Linked DNA regions of Mus musculus: region 2 is linked to region 1. The links are chromatin contacts, called in public Hi-C maps. All regions are on one chromosome and are shown on one strand. The core of a region is the stretch at or near the end of the contact, and the rest is flanking DNA. Distances in the headings are between cores, read along the strand shown. Region 1 holds the start of Kif21b (kinesin family member 21B). Region 2 overlaps Kif21b (kinesin family member 21B).

Region 1 (3,362 bases), core at 428-2,927:
CAGGCTGTTCAGTGCCAGGCAGAGTGTGTGCACGGGTGGTGTTCTGACTGCTGTAGGAGCTGCTGGACCAGCAGCCCTCAATCTCCCTCCCTCAGCACCTGAGCTATTATATACTAAGCCTCCGTGCCTTCTCTCTGGATTATACAGAGTTGGGGGGTGGGCATCTGCTCTGGGGCAGGAAGAGAGAACCTATCTCATCGATTTCTCTCATCTTGTCTATGAGCTTCTTCCCAGGATCCCTGGAATCTGGGTCATCTCTGACCCAGGGGATTTGAACACTTGTCTCAAGGACCTACCCTAGAATTTGACTGCTCCCCTCCCCCACTCTATAAGGCCAGAACCAGAGATGTATGTTCCTCAGTGCATCTGTGAGTTGGTGACCAGCTCACTCACATTGCTACTCTCCCACTATGTTCTTCTTAAAGAGAAGACCACAAAACACAGTCGGGAGAGCTGGTGGGAGGCATCTTCACTCTCTGCAAAGAACAGAGAGTTCAACTTTGTAGCATTTCCTGTCCCTGCACCTGTGTGCCCCTAGGAAAAGAACCCACTAAGTCCCGTCCTCTTTCCTCTTAATGTCTGCCAGATTACTTCTAATACCTACAGATATCGGGAATGGGAATCCAGATAAATCTAGGGGCCCTTCCCCCCTGCTCAGTTTCACCTTTGTGCCTGTGAATGTAGCATTAGGGTCCTGTCACCCCTTTCACCCCTTCTGGATTAGTCCCTCGGATACACCTTTTTCTTCCTCCCTAGCACCATCTCCTCTTGGGGCAGGACCAGCAGGGCTTTCTCCAAAAGCCATTGGCACCCCGTGGAAAGCCAAGGCACCATTCCAACCCTTTCATGGGTCCCACAACCGATCTTTGTCTGTTGTATCCGCTCCCAGGATGGTGAGCTGGATCAAGAGCGTAGAACTGGCTAACTGGGGTAGATGGGGGGAGGGGGGATTCCCTCCTATACCCCAGAATGAGACAGCAGCCTCATGGGGAGGACAAGAGGAAACACACAGACGCTCCGGCCTGGGCCAAAGCTGGGTGTGAAATACCGGATTTCCTTGTTTATTCGATTTTCTGATCATTAAGTGCTCCCAAGAGGGGCCAGAAATTACCACCCAAACAAAGCCACCTTCCATCAGTCCGCTGGGCCGCCGCTCCCCTGCGGCAGCCGGGCCAGCGCGCGTCGGCCCCTCCTCCTGGACTGCAGACTCCAGCTCGAGCGGTGCCCGCGCCCCCCGCCCGAGAACACGCGAGACAAAGCTCGAACCCCTCCTCGCACGCCCCTTCCCCGCCATCGACCCTTACCTGACGGCCACTTTGACGCAGCAGTCGCCCTGGCCAGCCATGGTCCTCCGGCACCAGGGTCTGGGCGCGGATCAGGGGCGGGGGTCCGGGGGCCACTGCTCCAGGCAGCGGCTGCGGCTGCAGAAGGCGGAGGCAGGGACCCTGCTAGCGAAAGCGACCTCGTAGGCTGGAGGTGACATGCTCGCAGGAGGCGGCAGAGGGGCTCAGCCGCGGCCGGCCCCACGGGGCTGGTCCCATGCGTCTCCTCCAGCCATCGCGCGGAGGTGCTGAGCTCGTTGACAGCGGGCAGTGAGACCCGCAGCTCCCTACAGCGCGGCACACGCGCGCGCACACACCTCCCACCCGGACCGCCACCTCCCGCCGCAGCGCGAACAAAGGGGGCGGGGGCCGAGCCACCTCAGGACCCACCCCCAGCCCCTCAGAGCCGCGCAGGGCCCCGCCCCTCCCAGAGGCCGCCAATAGAAGGCCCCAACGAGCAGCAGAGGCGGGACTTGAGCCTTTAAAGAGACCTCTTGGCTCCCGTCCATCGGGTGGCTGGGAGGGGCGGGGTAGGATTGGAGGGCTTGGGAGTGAAAGCGGGAGTGGCATGATGGACTCGTCCCTGGGAAGTTGACCATTCGGGAACCACGGCCCTCGAAGTCATGGTACCTCAGTCTCAGTGGGATCTTCCTTTCCTAAATGAGGAACGGGACTCAAAGAGGAACACCCCAAGGTCATACAGCGAGTCTGTGGCTAGGCATGGGTAAGAACCTGGTCTCTGGGCTGGGCGGTGTGCTGCACCTCAAAGCATCTCATAGAGATGAGCAATTTGCAATTTGAAAGAGTCAGCGAAGTGTCCCTTCTGCATTTATTTCGGTAAATCCGCCAACCTTTATTGAAGGGGATTCTTGTTGATGTGGAAGTAAATTTCCCCACCTCCACTCTGCAACATCTTTAAGCTCATAGTTTGCTTTGATGGCTGACTGGCTCAGGTTCTCCTCACTAAACCAGGGTCCCACTAACCTTTATGACCCACAGGGCCTGGTTCACACTCTTTGTGACAGTGGGGGGGGGGGGCGGGTTGTGTGTGGGGGAGTCGATGTGGGAGGCCAGATCTGCCTGGGAAGTAGTAGGAACAAAGAAGCACTTGACTCCAGATACCTGGGAGAAGCTAGAAGGCAAAGGAGGCCAGCGCTGCCATCAGAAATGTATATAAAGGATTAGCCCAGGAGACTTTTCAACACAGGGCTATGAGAAAGGAGACCAGTAATGTGAAGTCAAGTCCCATTCCAGTTCACCCCTGCACCCTCCCAGCCCCACTCTTCTCCCTGCCCCCCAACAACCAACATTAGGACCATTCACAGGGCCCCTCACCAGCTGCCCTCCCTTCCCAGGCTTCACCCAGCTCCTTCCTCTGGAAAAGGCCCAAGAGGAGGACCCAGCTGCAGCTCAAGATGTGGATGGAGACCTCTGGGGGAGGGGAGGCAGGGGAGTCTGGCTCCAAGCTTCTTGCATCAGCCTCAGATGATGAAACCCTGTGAGACGTCTTGGCTGGGATGTACGTTAGGGTCCTGAGGATCCACTTCTTGGTGCCATCATTCCCCACTCCCCACCCCCATCTGTGACTGCTCCACTCGGGAACCCAGGTGCCTGTTTGGAATAGTTTTAAGGGAAAATGTGAAAGTTAGGTCAGCTCATTCTTCCTACCCTCGTAGCAAACAGGAGGAGAGCCAGAGCCCCAGAGAGGTAGTGGTGATGGTGGTGTGTAAGGGGTCCTGGTGGGATCCTATATATTTTATTAATATTAGCATCTGAAACCCAAAGCCAGTGAATCAAATTCCTTAGAGCAAGAGACAGTGTTGGGAAATTGGGACGCTGCTCCCTGTCTTCTAACAAAAGGAGGATGTGGAGAGCTGAGCGGTGCTTACACGGGGAGGTACTTGGTGCTTTTGTTCTTGTTTGTTCTCCTAACCTTATGAGCCAGGTTCTAGCCTTCTCCCCTACCCCCAATTTTGCAAGTGGGGAAATAGTCTCATAAGCAACACACAGAAGATCTGGACTTCTGCAAGTGGTTCTAGG
Region 2 (3,362 bases), core at 382-2,881, 43 kb before region 1:
GAGTGCTAAGGATGTTCCTTAACACTCCCAGGATGAGCAGGGGAAGGAGGATTTCTGGTCTTTGCAGACAGACGGTCCAGGTTCCAGGTGATCTGCTTTTCCGGTGCTCCGTTCTAAATATCCACTTACCCAGACTTAACACCGTGTCTGGCTGGAGCCACCAATAAGCGGGACAATCTTCTTAGTTTCAGCTTCAGACACAGCTCTGGGAAGGTTCAGAGAGGGTCTGACCTTATCAGTTCCTAACTCTCCCATCCTAGGGCCTCATGGACAGGCACCAACGTACTCGCCCTAGAGGGAGAAGAGCTAAGTACAGTGGCGCTATGCTAGCTCTCCACAAGTCACCACGGCCTCTGAATGGGGCTGAGGCTCATGGATCCCGGAATGAGACCAGGATGCATAAGACCAGTGAAGCAATAGAGTAAGTGTGGACCAGTTTAAGGGCAGGGGAAGCCGGGGGAGGAACGGAGCTGGCCCCTCTCATGGCCCAGTTCTATAAATTCAGAGTTGTTCCAGTAGGGGGCGCTAGACACTGACTTCACCTCATCCCAGCAGCTGAGTCCACAGCACCAAGGGGAGAAGCAAGGAGTCACTGCCTCCTCACGCTAATTGAAAAGGGAGGGCCTTTGTCCCAGGCTGGTTTTAAGGCTGTTTCTGGAACAACTAAAGGAAAAGAAGCTGAAGATGTTCCCTAGCCCCTTGGGGGTGGAAACATAACTGGCTGGGGGGTTAGGCAAAGGACCTGGTACCCTTACTACTCAAAGCCTACCTAGTGGGCAGTCCACCAAGCTCCCTGGTACTGGGCCGTTGGGGTGAATGCTCTGACCTTCAGGGGCTGTGGGCACCAGGCCCAGGAGTAGAAGACACAAGTGGGCTGCGGGCATGGCTAGTATAAGGCTGCCCGGCATGATATCAGGCCTCAGGATGGAGAAAGGCACTGCGGCATTAGGCGGCCTAGAGACCTGGTCTATCCTAGAAGGTATGCCGGCATGGGCAGGTCCGGGGCAATTGTCAGAGCTGCAAAGGATAGAGAAGGCTATCCCCTCATCTGCAGAGCAAGCAGAGGGAAGGCCCCCACCCCCACCCCACCCCACCCCACCTCCGTGCCAGGAGGGGAGGGAAGAATGGGAAGAAACTTCAAGTCAGTTTCCAGGAGGCAAACAGCAGAACACAAAAATAAAAATCAATATATTAAATGACTGCAGTGCCGCTGACCTTCCCCCCAAAGGAACTGTTTAAACAGCTCCACTGAGGCCCCAGCAGAAGAGAACCTCAAGGAAAGACTGGGCCGGGGCCCCACTGGGATTGGCTGTGGGTGAGCGGCAGGACTCAGCTGCTTACATCTGGTTTCCATGGTTACCTGAGAACTACCTTGGTGGGCTCAGAGGCAGGTGAAGCGGCTCCGGAGGTGGGGCTAGGAGACACAGAGGAGGCTAGCTCACTGGAAGATAGATGGGGGCTTCTCCCTGCTTCTCCCTCGGTCTCAACCGAGGCTGAGGGCCTGGGGGAGGGGCAGGGCTGGCTCAGCAGGAGACAATGTGGCCAGTTGAGAGGAAGGCTTGGGAACAGGTGGAGCAGCAGCTTGGGGAATCGTGCCCTTTGGCTTCACAGCTTGTGTCCCTCCTCCACCTCGTCTTTCTTAGGAGGCAGGGGAGGGACAGAAGGGGTGGTGGAGGAAGCAGAGCGAGAGAAGAGCCACACCCTCTGTACTCCGGTGAACTTGGCTGTTCCGGTAAGGTCGGGCCACAGCTTCCTTTCCGTGCTGGGTAGGCTGCTGGGTCTGATCTGACGGTCTAGCCACCTTTAGTCCTAACTTCAAGGGTGGGCTGCTGGTAGCCGCCGTATGCTCCAGAACTTCACTGTCAGGTCACTGGGGAGGACAGAGGGAGGCTGCTCAGCTGTGGGTGTGGACCCTGCTGGTTGCCCCACCCCCACCCCAAAGCAAAGGTTGGGCAAATTTCCCACCTCCCTCACATATGGCTGGGCTAAGGCAGATGCTGCTTAGGACCAGTGAAGACCTCACGGGGAGGGGTACTGGGTAAGGGGAGGGCCCAGGCCATGCTCTGCAAGACCCTGCAAGACTGGTGTCCCAGACTTTCCTGTTGTGTTGTGTCCAGGCCTGAATGCCTCCCCCTGTTCTCTGCCACCTTAGGGTTCTGGCCCACTGCTCATGCTAGCAAGAGGGTCGGGGAGGGTGATCTGTAGGGCCAGGCAGGGCGTGAAGTAAGAAGGTTAAGAGTAAAACAGGCTCATACCGTGAAGAAGCAGCTCAGATCGAGGTGGGGGAAAGACAGGAAAAGGCAAGATGGGAAGAGTGAGAGGGGGAGGGGGAAGGTCAGGGCAGGGTGGTGGCGCGGCCCTTTATGGCCAGGACTCGTCGAGGAAGGCAGGGGGTGAGTCCAGGGACGTAATTCCACAGCTTTACCCGGCAGTCACTATTTGAGGGGGGGTGGGGGTGGGAGGTAGAGGCAGAGAAGAGAGGTAGGAAGAGATGGGAGGGGAGAGAAGGGACATGGTGGGAACAAGGAGAGAAAAGAAGAAACCCGGCTGAGTAGTGTCCCTGGGATAGAGGGCCTGGCACTGCCTGCACAGGAGCCAGAGCTACAGCTGGAGGGGCAGAGGTGTGGGAGTGGTGCAGGGCAGTCTGTAGCCCTTGGGGGGTGAGAGCCATTTGGATCGCTGCGGGGGGGCAAGTCCTGGCCTGGGGCCCAGTGGCTCCCTGATCCCCTGCCTTTGCAGCACCCAGGACATTGGGTGCCTAGTGCTCAGTGAAGTTGAGCACTAAATATAAAGAGGAGTGCTTGATGGGATCTGTGTGTGGGGACAGCTGCGGAGCCCTGAGCCAGTTGTCAACTTGGTCACTCTAGGAGGGGAGCAAAGCGGCTCTCTCTGCCTAGCACCTACCTGGAGGCCGTGAAGATGTGCTTGCTGTTGGTGCAGATGGCATTGATGGGGCTGTCGTGGCCCTTGATCTCACCAATGGGTGTGAAGTTGTCCACATTCCAGACCTTGATGAAGCCGGCCCGGCAGGCGCTCAGCAGCATGGGCCGGCCGGGTACAAAGGCCAGGGCGCACACCCAGTCCTTGTGAGCGTTGGGGATTTGCTGTGGAAGGACCAGGGCTCATAAGGTGTAGGGAAGAGAGAGGGCCTGCCCCAGGGCCCCAGGAGCACATCACCCCTCCTGCTAGCCATGGAGGAATGCCGCCTGGCTCCGGACAGCTCTAACATGCAGATGGACCCTACCATTCCCAGGAGCCAGGCTGGGGGGATTCCAAAGCACAGATGGGTTCTTCTCCCCAGGTCCCACATTCTAAATCTGTGCTGCTGGAGAAATCTTCAGCCCACAGGAGAGCTAGGCTAA

What was found. Hi-C and Micro-C count contacts between places; a contact is called where the count stands out from the background.
Region 2: a Hi-C map of CD8 T cells shows a contact between it and region 1, with 2.2 times the contacts expected there. The contact joins the enhancer-like site here to the promoter of Kif21b in region 1. A contact is called at or near these places in 3 of 39 promoter capture datasets (hippocampal neurons, liver and pre-B cells), 4 of 15 datasets of contacts at CTCF or cohesin (CD8 T cells, the NIH/3T3 cell line, large pre-B cells and 1 more), 46 of 484 Hi-C or Micro-C datasets (CD4 T cells, CD8 T cells, ECoMG-derived neutrophils and 31 more), 25 of 115 datasets of contacts at active chromatin or transcription factors (the 230-238 cell line, CD8 T cells, the HPC-7 cell line and 16 more) and 3 of 9 other capture datasets (adipose tissue, liver and pancreatic islet).

Annotation. Positions count from the first base shown.
Region 1 is chr1:136,129,705-136,133,066 of GRCm38.p6, reverse strand. It overlaps Kif21b (kinesin family member 21B), which reads right to left and starts at 1,677. Exons shown (of 35, transcript NM_001039472.2): 1 at 1,305-1,677. The coding sequence starts at 1,345. It overlaps Gm15850 (predicted gene 15850), which reads left to right and starts at 1,884. Exons shown (of 3, transcript NR_046170.1): 1 at 1,884-2,046.
Region 2 is chr1:136,172,545-136,175,906 of GRCm38.p6, reverse strand. It overlaps Kif21b (kinesin family member 21B), which reads right to left. Exons shown (of 35, transcript NM_001039472.2): 34 at 2,905-3,104; 35 at 1-1,870. The coding sequence ends at 1,816. Among named protein-coding and RNA genes, the nearest start is that of Mroh3, 39 kb to the left of the region's middle. Within about 2 kb of position 1,631, at least 91 of the 459 cell types and tissues checked have an H3K27ac peak or open chromatin away from gene starts, as enhancers often do. A contact at or near this core is called in CD8 T cells, the G1E-ER4 cell line, Th1 cells and 11 more, where this site is marked.